Linked DNA regions of Sus scrofa: region 2 is linked to region 1. Evidence: chromatin contacts called from public HiChIP or PLAC-seq data. All regions are on one chromosome and are shown on one strand. The core of a region is the stretch at or near the end of the contact, and the rest is flanking DNA. Distances in the headings are between cores, read along the strand shown. Region 1 overlaps LOC102160169 (a long non-coding RNA gene). Region 2 overlaps LOC102160169 (a long non-coding RNA gene).

Evidence for each region. HiChIP or PLAC-seq counts read pairs in DNA pulled down with a chosen protein or histone mark.
Region 2: an H3K27ac HiChIP or PLAC-seq map of alveolar macrophages shows a contact between it and region 1. The contact joins two enhancer-like sites. A contact is called at or near these places in 1 of 47 Hi-C or Micro-C datasets (embryonic fibroblasts) and 1 of 2 datasets of contacts at active chromatin or transcription factors (alveolar macrophages).

The regions. Positions count from the first base shown.
Region 1 is chr1:18,533,027-18,537,312 of Sscrofa11.1, forward strand. All of the region lies in intron 1 of LOC102160169 (a long non-coding RNA gene), which reads left to right. Among named protein-coding and RNA genes, the nearest start is that of STXBP5, 22 kb to the left of the region's middle. Within about 2 kb of position 2,270, at least 3 of the 83 cell types and tissues checked have an H3K27ac peak or open chromatin away from gene starts, as enhancers often do. A contact at or near this core is called in alveolar macrophages, where this site is marked.
Region 2 is chr1:18,791,443-18,795,728 of Sscrofa11.1, forward strand. The region is part of intron 5 of LOC102160169 (a long non-coding RNA gene); the gene reads left to right. Among named protein-coding and RNA genes, the nearest start is that of ADGB, 240 kb to the right of the region's middle. Within about 2 kb of position 2,284, at least 1 of the 83 cell types and tissues checked has an H3K27ac peak or open chromatin away from gene starts, as enhancers often do. A contact at or near this core is called in alveolar macrophages, where this site is marked.

The sequences.
Region 1 (4,286 bases), core at 1,020-3,519:
TACTTACATAAAAGTTGCAAAAAATATTGCAAAGCGCTCTATTACATCCTCTACCCAGATTCAACAATTCTTAACACTTTCCCCATTTTCTTTAGCATTGGTTCTTTCCGGTTCTCTTTATCTTCTTTTTATCCCCAATACTTTAATATGTGTTTCCTGAGGACTATGTTTTACATAACCAAAGTATCTCTACCAAAATCAGGGAATGTAACATTGGTACAATGTTAATATCTGACTCATCATTTTTATTCAAATTTTGCAACATGTTCCAATAACATATAGCTTTTTTTTTTTCTTGTCCAGGATACAATCCAGGATCACGTTGTATTAATTGTCATGTTTCTGTAGGCTCTTTTAATCCATAACAGTTCCTCAACCTTTCTTTTTCTTTCATGACCTTCATGTTTTTGAAAAGTAAAGCTAGTAACTGTGCAGTATATCCTTCTGGGTTTGGGTTTCTTTGCTGTTTCCTTACAATTAGCTTCAGGTTTTGTGTGTTTGATTGTAGTAGCATAGAAGTGATATGTCCTCAGCGTATCATGTCAGGAAGCACATCATACCAACTTGTCTTGTTATGGGTGACACTAACCTTGATAACTTCAATACATTTGTGTTTGTTAGATTAATTTACTGTAAAGTTACCATTTTTCTCTTTGTAATTAATAATTAATTTGTGGTGATTACTCTGTAACTGTGTAAATATCTTCTTGCTTATCAAACCTTCACCCATTCTTTTTAGTATTTGTTAAGTTGGATTCCCTGTCTTTTTTGACATGTCCCTATTTTAGCACATTCATGCAATGAAGAGATTCAGACTCATTTTATGGTTTCCTTGCCCTATCCCGTGTACGTTTCTCTAAGGATCCCTGGTTCTTTTTTAGTGAGAAATAGTATTTACAAACGAAGGTCTGGGGGTTAGATATGATCACTGCTCTCGTGGTGTCTTTACTACTAGGCGCATTCCTTCCACAGATCTAAGAAACGCACGTGCACACACACACACTGATATATGTGTTTATACCTCTTTCTCTAAAATCACATACATATTATGTGTGTGTATTTTATGTATATATATACTCATATCTCTAATTATAGTTCAGTATCACAATGGTCACAAAATATTTAAAAAGTAAAATAGATGGGACCTGATATTAATTGCCAAGCTACAGTTTTTTGGGGTTTTTTTTTTTTTTGGTCACTGCTTCATGCGGGATCTCAGTTCCCAGACTGAGGCTCGAACCTGGGCTATGGCAATGAAAGCGCCTAATCCTAACCACTAGACGACCAAGGAACTCTTGGAATTGATATTAATTGAATGTGAGAGGAAGGGAGAGGAGGAATTCAAGGTGACTGTAAGTTGTAAATGCTAGCATGGCACTCCCAACAGCTCAGTGTAAAATGTTTTGTGTGCCAACCTTTTTTTGTTGGGTGCACCAAGCCTACCAATAAAGCCTAAGACTACATTACATTTTAGCAATTGCATCACAGTGTTCCTGCATATTGATCTTGTGGTCACATAAAACTTGAGGTCCTCATATTAACTATTGTTGAGCAAGGTCTGCTACTTCTTTTCTTAGGAACTTAGGTTTTCTTTAGAATCTGTACTGTTTATATTCTTGTGAAATTGTATCTTGTTAGTATTAGGTCATTTTTCATCCCCTTCAAACCCTTTTAACTGTGATTTATCTAATATATTAACTATCCTACAAATTATGTTATACAAAGGTTTTATAAAATGCGTTCTATGTGCTTTGGCTGATCTCTGCAGATAAAGCAGAAGGTCAAAACTACAGCATGCTGTTGGCAGTGAGGGTGATTGCCCTGGAATTGTCACTGGAAATGGAGTCATTTCTTACCATAGCATTTTATGTGCTGAAGTAGATAATCCAGAGTCAGGCTACCAAATGCTAAAAGAGCAGGGGAACATAGCTTAGAAATGTGACTCAAGATTTACAAAAAGACAAGAAAATCTCCCTGATGGCTCTCACATAGATTAAAAAAGAGACTATTCTTCCGTCCATGCCATTTTTGGTCTTTTTTTCTTCTCATTTTTAACATTCTTCCTAGTAATCAAATTCACGTCCATGGCTGTAAACTTTGCAACTACACTTCTATACCTGTTCCTTTTTCCATAATAGTAGAATTGTAGCCGCTTTGTGTCACCTAAACTAGGGATGGCCTTTCCTAGCCCTATTGCAATAGGAATGGACATGTGGCAGTTGTAGGGTAGGGAATATTATTTTAACGTGATATATGCAACTTCCTCCTCACTTGCTATGAGGAAATCTCTGGCCTCAAATTTCCACTCTTAGGAGTTCCCATTGTGGCTCAGTGTGTTAAGAACCAGACTCATATCCATGAGGATACGGGCTTGATCCCTGGCCTCACTCCCTGGGTTAAGGATCCAGCATTTCCTCAAGCTGCAGCATAGGTCACAGATGTGGCTTGGATCTGGCATCGCTATGGCTGTGGCGTAGGCTTGCAGCTGCAGCTCCAATCCAACTCCTAGCCCAGGAACTTTCATGTGCCTCAGGTATGACCCTAAAAAACAAACAAAAACAAACAAACAAAACAAAAGAAAGAAAGGAAAAAAAAGTTCCACTTTTTCCTCTAAGCAGAGAGACCACATGTTAAACATGGAACAGCTACCATCAGCCTGGCTCCCTGAATAATTATATGAAGGAGAGCACCCATCCGCCTGAAATACTTGTCCTAGACTTTTACGTGAGTGAGAAATACCTTCCAATGGTTTGAACAATTACCTTTTTTGTGTGCCTCTCCTTAACATCCTAATCATAGAGTCAACTGCTTACTAGATGGTTCTACTTTTGTATCTTACGAATGTCTCAAATCCAATGTATTTCTCCTCAAAGTTACTTCTCCTTTCTGGCATCATTGTCATAGATGACCAGTCTATCACATGTGGAGCTATTGTTGGCTACTTGCTTTCCCTTTTGCCCATTTCCACTGTGAACAACAGCTTCCTGGTTCTGACTCCTGAATTCTTGCCTGCCCAGCCCTTCTTCTCCACGCCTTGTCTATTGCTTTAGACTAAGTCCCAATCATCTCAGGCTGGGATTAATGCAACAGATTTTCTGCCTCTAATCTTACTCCTCTCAAGTTCCTTCTTGGCTGTGGTTCTATCACTTACTAGCTCAGGGATCTCACCTGAAAAAATAGGGATACTAACAGTATCTACCTTATGGAGTTCTTTTGAGAATTAGTTGAGATGGTGTGTGCTAAGCATTTAGCATGGTTCCTGAGAATAGCAGTGCACAAAAAAATGTAGCCATTGTTAATACTATTATTGGCATTTTCACATCATAACTCTTCTCACAGTTTCTTAAAAGATTATTATTACTTTTAAGATAAAATCACATCCCTTAGTGAGCCTGGCTATTACTCTGTAATCTGGCCTCAATTGAACTCTCCAGATTTATATCTTGTTTTTCTCCCCTTCTAATTCTTTGCTCTATTCATATTGCAATGTCTATGGTTCCTTTAAGATAACAAGCTCTTTTATACTCCTTATTTTTGTACGTGCTTCTTCTCTTGCTTTAAACATACTACTTCATTTTTCTTTCCCTGGCTTTTATTATCCATTCATCCTTCAAATCTCAGCTCATATATTACTTCCTGTAGGAACTTACCGTAATGCCTTCTGGTCTAGTTTAGGTGCATATTCCATGTACATCCGTCACACCACATGTTTTCCTTTACTGTGGCGATTAGGATAATGTTCTATAAATGTTTATTAACAGTAGACATATTTTGGGTGATGTCCTGACCCATCCTCCTTTCTTGATCTATCTCCTGTCCTGACTTGGTAGGCTTTAATGGCAAACATTTTTACATGTTTTCCCCTTATTTGTCATATCTGATTGAAATATGCCCAAAGCCTAGGCTAGAGTATATTTGTCATCACTATTGAAAAATTAAAACTAGTTGCAATTGATGTTATTTTTGACTAAGATTTTCTGTTTGGGTTTATTCAGCCCATAATGGCAGTGACCAAAAACTAGTGGCCATACACAAAACAATTCTTTCTGCAGCCGGTGTAAAATAATGACAGCAAGTAGCACAAAGGTGTTCTGCGTTTCAAATGCTGTGATTATACGAGTTATAAGTTAGGCAAATTATAAAGCATTAACCTTCTGAAGGTCAGTCTTACAAATTCTTTGAGGACCCAAAGCCAGGATTCCAGGGAATATATTTTATGACTGCTTATGATGTGATTTGGATTTTATCACATCTTTGCTTTGTATCTCCATATCTTTTTTTCTTTC
Region 2 (4,286 bases), core at 1,034-3,533, 260 kb after region 1:
ATTTGCAGCAACATGGTTGCAACTGTAGATTCTCATACTAAGTGAAGTAAGTCAGAAAGAGAAAGACAAATACCATATGATATCACTTATATGTAGAATCTAAAATGTGGCGCAAATGAACCTATCTGCAGAACAGAATCAGACTGTTAGACAAGGAAAACAGACTTGTGGTTGCCAAGGCGGGGGGGGGGGGGATGGGATGGACTGGGAGTTTGGGGTTAGTGGATCAAACTATTACATTTAGAATGGATAATCAATGAGACCCTACCGTATAGCACAGGGAACTATATCCACTATCTTGTGATAGAACATGATGGAAGATAATATAAGGCTCACTTTGCTATATGGCAGAAATTGGAATAACATTGTAAATCATTTAACCAAAAATTAAGAATTAAAAAAAAGATAATTTGTCTTTAGTCAAGCCAATATACAAGGAAATATTTCTGATTTCTACAGGGAAAATAGGTCTGCTGTCTAAACAGAAATTTGAGCACTCCTTCTATCTTGAGGTACCAATAAAAGTTTCTAGTTCACCTTTTATAATCCCAAAGCCCTCCTCTTTATTCTCCAAAGTATTTGTTGATTGAATGAAAGGTAAACTTTAAAAAAAAAAAATCTTGTTTTTCCACCACCTTTATTGCCTGATTGAGGTCAGTGGCCTGACGAATTGACTCAATACTTCTTTCAGTATGGATTCCACCCAGATTGGATGCTGTGAATTCTCCCAAGGTTATAAGATGCTTCCATGGCTTAACAACAAGGAGGAATACAATCTGTGCTTTGGTATTCAATTCTATTTTGATGGCATATTTCTTTCAAAGATTTTTCATGTGGAAATAAAGGAACTTGTAAAATAATTTTTTAGCAAAATCTTTGTTCTTGGCTATGGGAGATAAAATTGCAGGGAAAGTATGACATGGGACACCCAGGGCGGAGGGTGGAAGGGACGAATGTGAAGATAGTGAAGGATGGTATGTATCCTTGCATCTCCATCAGACCCTGTGCTCACCAAGCTGCCTTAAGTAATCACACAATCTAAGGAAAATGAGTGGACTTAGTATGTAAAGGTAACTTTAAGACAGTCCTTCAGCTCTTTTTTCAAGCGTGTTGCTGCCCTAAAGTCCATACTGGGCAGAAATTATTGTAATTTGTAACTTCCTCATCCTTTTTTTGTGTTTGTGAGTGTGTTATCAAGTCATGATGAATCTTGAATTCCATCAATTTACAAGTAGGTCACATTAATAATGACCACATTAGCAGTAACATTGGTTAAGGACTTATTGACCCACTTACTATGTTAAGTGCATTACCAAGCACTCGCCATAGGCCAGATTCTGTTAAGGACTTTTTGTTCATGATTTCAGTTGTTTCTCACAGCACCACTGAGTGAAGTAGGAACAAATATTTTCCCTATCTTAATAGTTGAGAAAACGGAATCTCCGAGGGCATAAATAACTTGCTAAAAGTTCCATAGTGAGGGGCAGACCTGAGTGGTTAGCACAGACTGGCCAATAGGAAAGACCCAACTTGTACCCACCAAGCAGTATTGCCAAAATGGTAAAGAGATATTGGAGTTTTTAAGAGCCTGTGCCCACATGCAGTTTGATGACTGCTGGGAAACGAAATATGAAAATAGCTTGGCTTGTGCAGGGCTGAAAAATGTGTATTCTATTTCCTAGGAGGTAGGCTGGTGACAGAAAGTAGACCCTGGAGAACAGGAGCACTTGGCTTCAAATAAAATATCTGCATTAAATATTCAGCTTTCCTGCAGCTTTATGTGAATACACAGCTAAAGGCATGGGCAAGTTGGCAAGGGTTCTGGCTCAGTGTGAACAAATCTCTACATTGACCCTGTTGAAGGCCTGATACATTATCAACTGGTCAGGCTACGGGAGGGGGGCTAGGAGCACACAGTTTCTGCAGGGCCCTGACCACTGCCTCCCTGGTTAAAGCCTGATGCCAGTCAAGACCTGGGCTCCGAATTGGTGTGAATTGATGTTGGCTAGATTCATACAGCTAATGATCTGTAACTGCAGTCAAATGCAAGAAACATGTGAGGTCTCGAGTGTGCTAACTGCCAATGCCAGGAGCTCAGTACCTTTGCTGTTGCTTGTGGGGATAGGTGTGTATGTTTCCCCTACAATATCTGGACAAGTGCCCAGGTCCAGGCCTGTGACTAAGGAAACAGAAGAAGTCAAAGGGAAATTACTGAAGTGCTGGCTCCAGCAAATGGTCTCTGCTAGCAGCTATTTGATCATCACAGACATAAAGAGGAAGGGGAATTGCCAAAATCATTTCACCACTGGAGTTCTTTGGGTGTTGAGTCTCTTTGTAATATACTGTTAATGTGATTAAAATGGAGGCATTTAGACTTAAACGGTTGTTAGAATAAATTAGAGACATCAAAAATTGGCAGAGTTGAGATTTTGAAGAACTCCATTCTGTCAGCTCTCCTTGAAATTTAATCAGTCTAATATCAAGCTATTTTTCTTCATGATGTGAAATTTGGCAGTGAGCAAAATCACCGGGGTCACAGCTTTGAAGAGGAATTCATTGCATTTTGGCAGAAGAATGATAGAGATTCTAATGCCTAGGAATGCTTCTTTCAAAGGACCAAAGAGAAAACAGCTATTAATTATTTAGATTACCGTAGGAGGGATGGAAGAGGTTTGTGTGTGTGAGTGGGCATATGTGTTTGTGTGTGTGTATGTGTGCACATAAGTACATGTACACAGAAGCTGAACTCAATTTGGTGAAACTAATATTTTTATGCAATCCACTGCCTTTAAACGCTTTGCCATTAGCCTTTCAAAAAGAAGAAGCAGGAGTTCCTGCTGTGGCTCAACGGTTAATGAACCCGACTAGTATCCATGAGGACATGGGTTCGATCTCTGGCATCCCTCAGTGAGTGGGGGATCCAGCATTGCCAAGAGCTGTGGTGTAGGTCACAGATGCAGATCAGATCCCGAGTTGCTGTGGTTGTGGTGTAGGCCAGCAGCTGTAGCTCTGATTCAACCCCTAGCCTGGGAACCTCCATATGCTGTGGGAGTAGCCCTAAAAAAGACAAAAGACAAAAAAAAAGCAAAAATTCAAATAGAAAAACATCCTTAAACATATGTGTGACAGAGAAACTATGTAAAGAAAAAGACTGTGAGAAATGCTTAGTATTTCCACACAATCGTGCACAATACCATGTTGTAACATGTTGGTTGCCCACAGAGCGTGTGGAAAGCAACTTGTTTGCGTTGAGTTAGTCATGTCTTTAGGGTCTGACGCGTCTCAGGCATTTCTGGATGGCTCAGAACTAAATCTTTGAAGAACGCAAATTCAAATGTTTCTTTGAAGAGTTATACCTTGATTTTTTTCTTGGTTTGTCTCCATATCCCCAGACTCTTTAAATCTGGTGAGAAAGGGCTGGAAAATAGATGATTAACTTGGCCTAGATTATCCATTTCCAAAAGAACCCTTCTTCTCTTCCTCCAAACACACACACACACACACACACACACACACACACACACACACATGCATGCACTCAGAATTATCTGCTGTTCTATGTGTGTGTATTTGCCAGATTAGAACTGGCATTTATTTTCTGGGTATTTTAAACATTTCCATGTAGGTTATCCAAACAGTAGCTTTGGGGGGAAAAAAAATACTCATAAATGACCACATTCAAATTGTCTTTTGAATGATGCCCTTGCTAACCATGAAAATAAGCTCTCTCCAATCTGCCTGGGGCAGTACTAAAAAAGAATCAGGCAGTGGCCCTAATGAAAATCCAGTTTGAGGACTAGGAGAAACTTAATATACTGTGTCTTTTTTCTGATGTCATGGCTCTATCCTCAAGAAGGCTACAGCAAATAATACTTAGAGGTGGAAAGCACCACATGTAAAAGATGCACTGGGGAGAGAGCTTTAATTTACACACTCCTGCGTGTGCAAGGGAAGCAAATGGAGCCGTTAGTTCCTATGATGTGTCAGGATCAGGTTTTTACATGATCAGGCAAAAGACAGCGTGGGCTCTGGGTTTGGGGACTAGGTTCTTTCCATCTTAGGCCTTGATTCTGTCTCACTTGTGACCTCAGACAAGTCACTTCCCCTATTCAGGGTTCTTATCTATAAAATTAGCATGAACATATCAACCTCCACACCATTGTGCTTGAAAAGAATGAGGAAGATTCTTAGATGTCAGATATTTTGAAATGAACAAACTATGTTACAAATACCAGCCATGATGTTCTAGATTTACACAGAGGAAACCTTATATATGTAAATAGAAA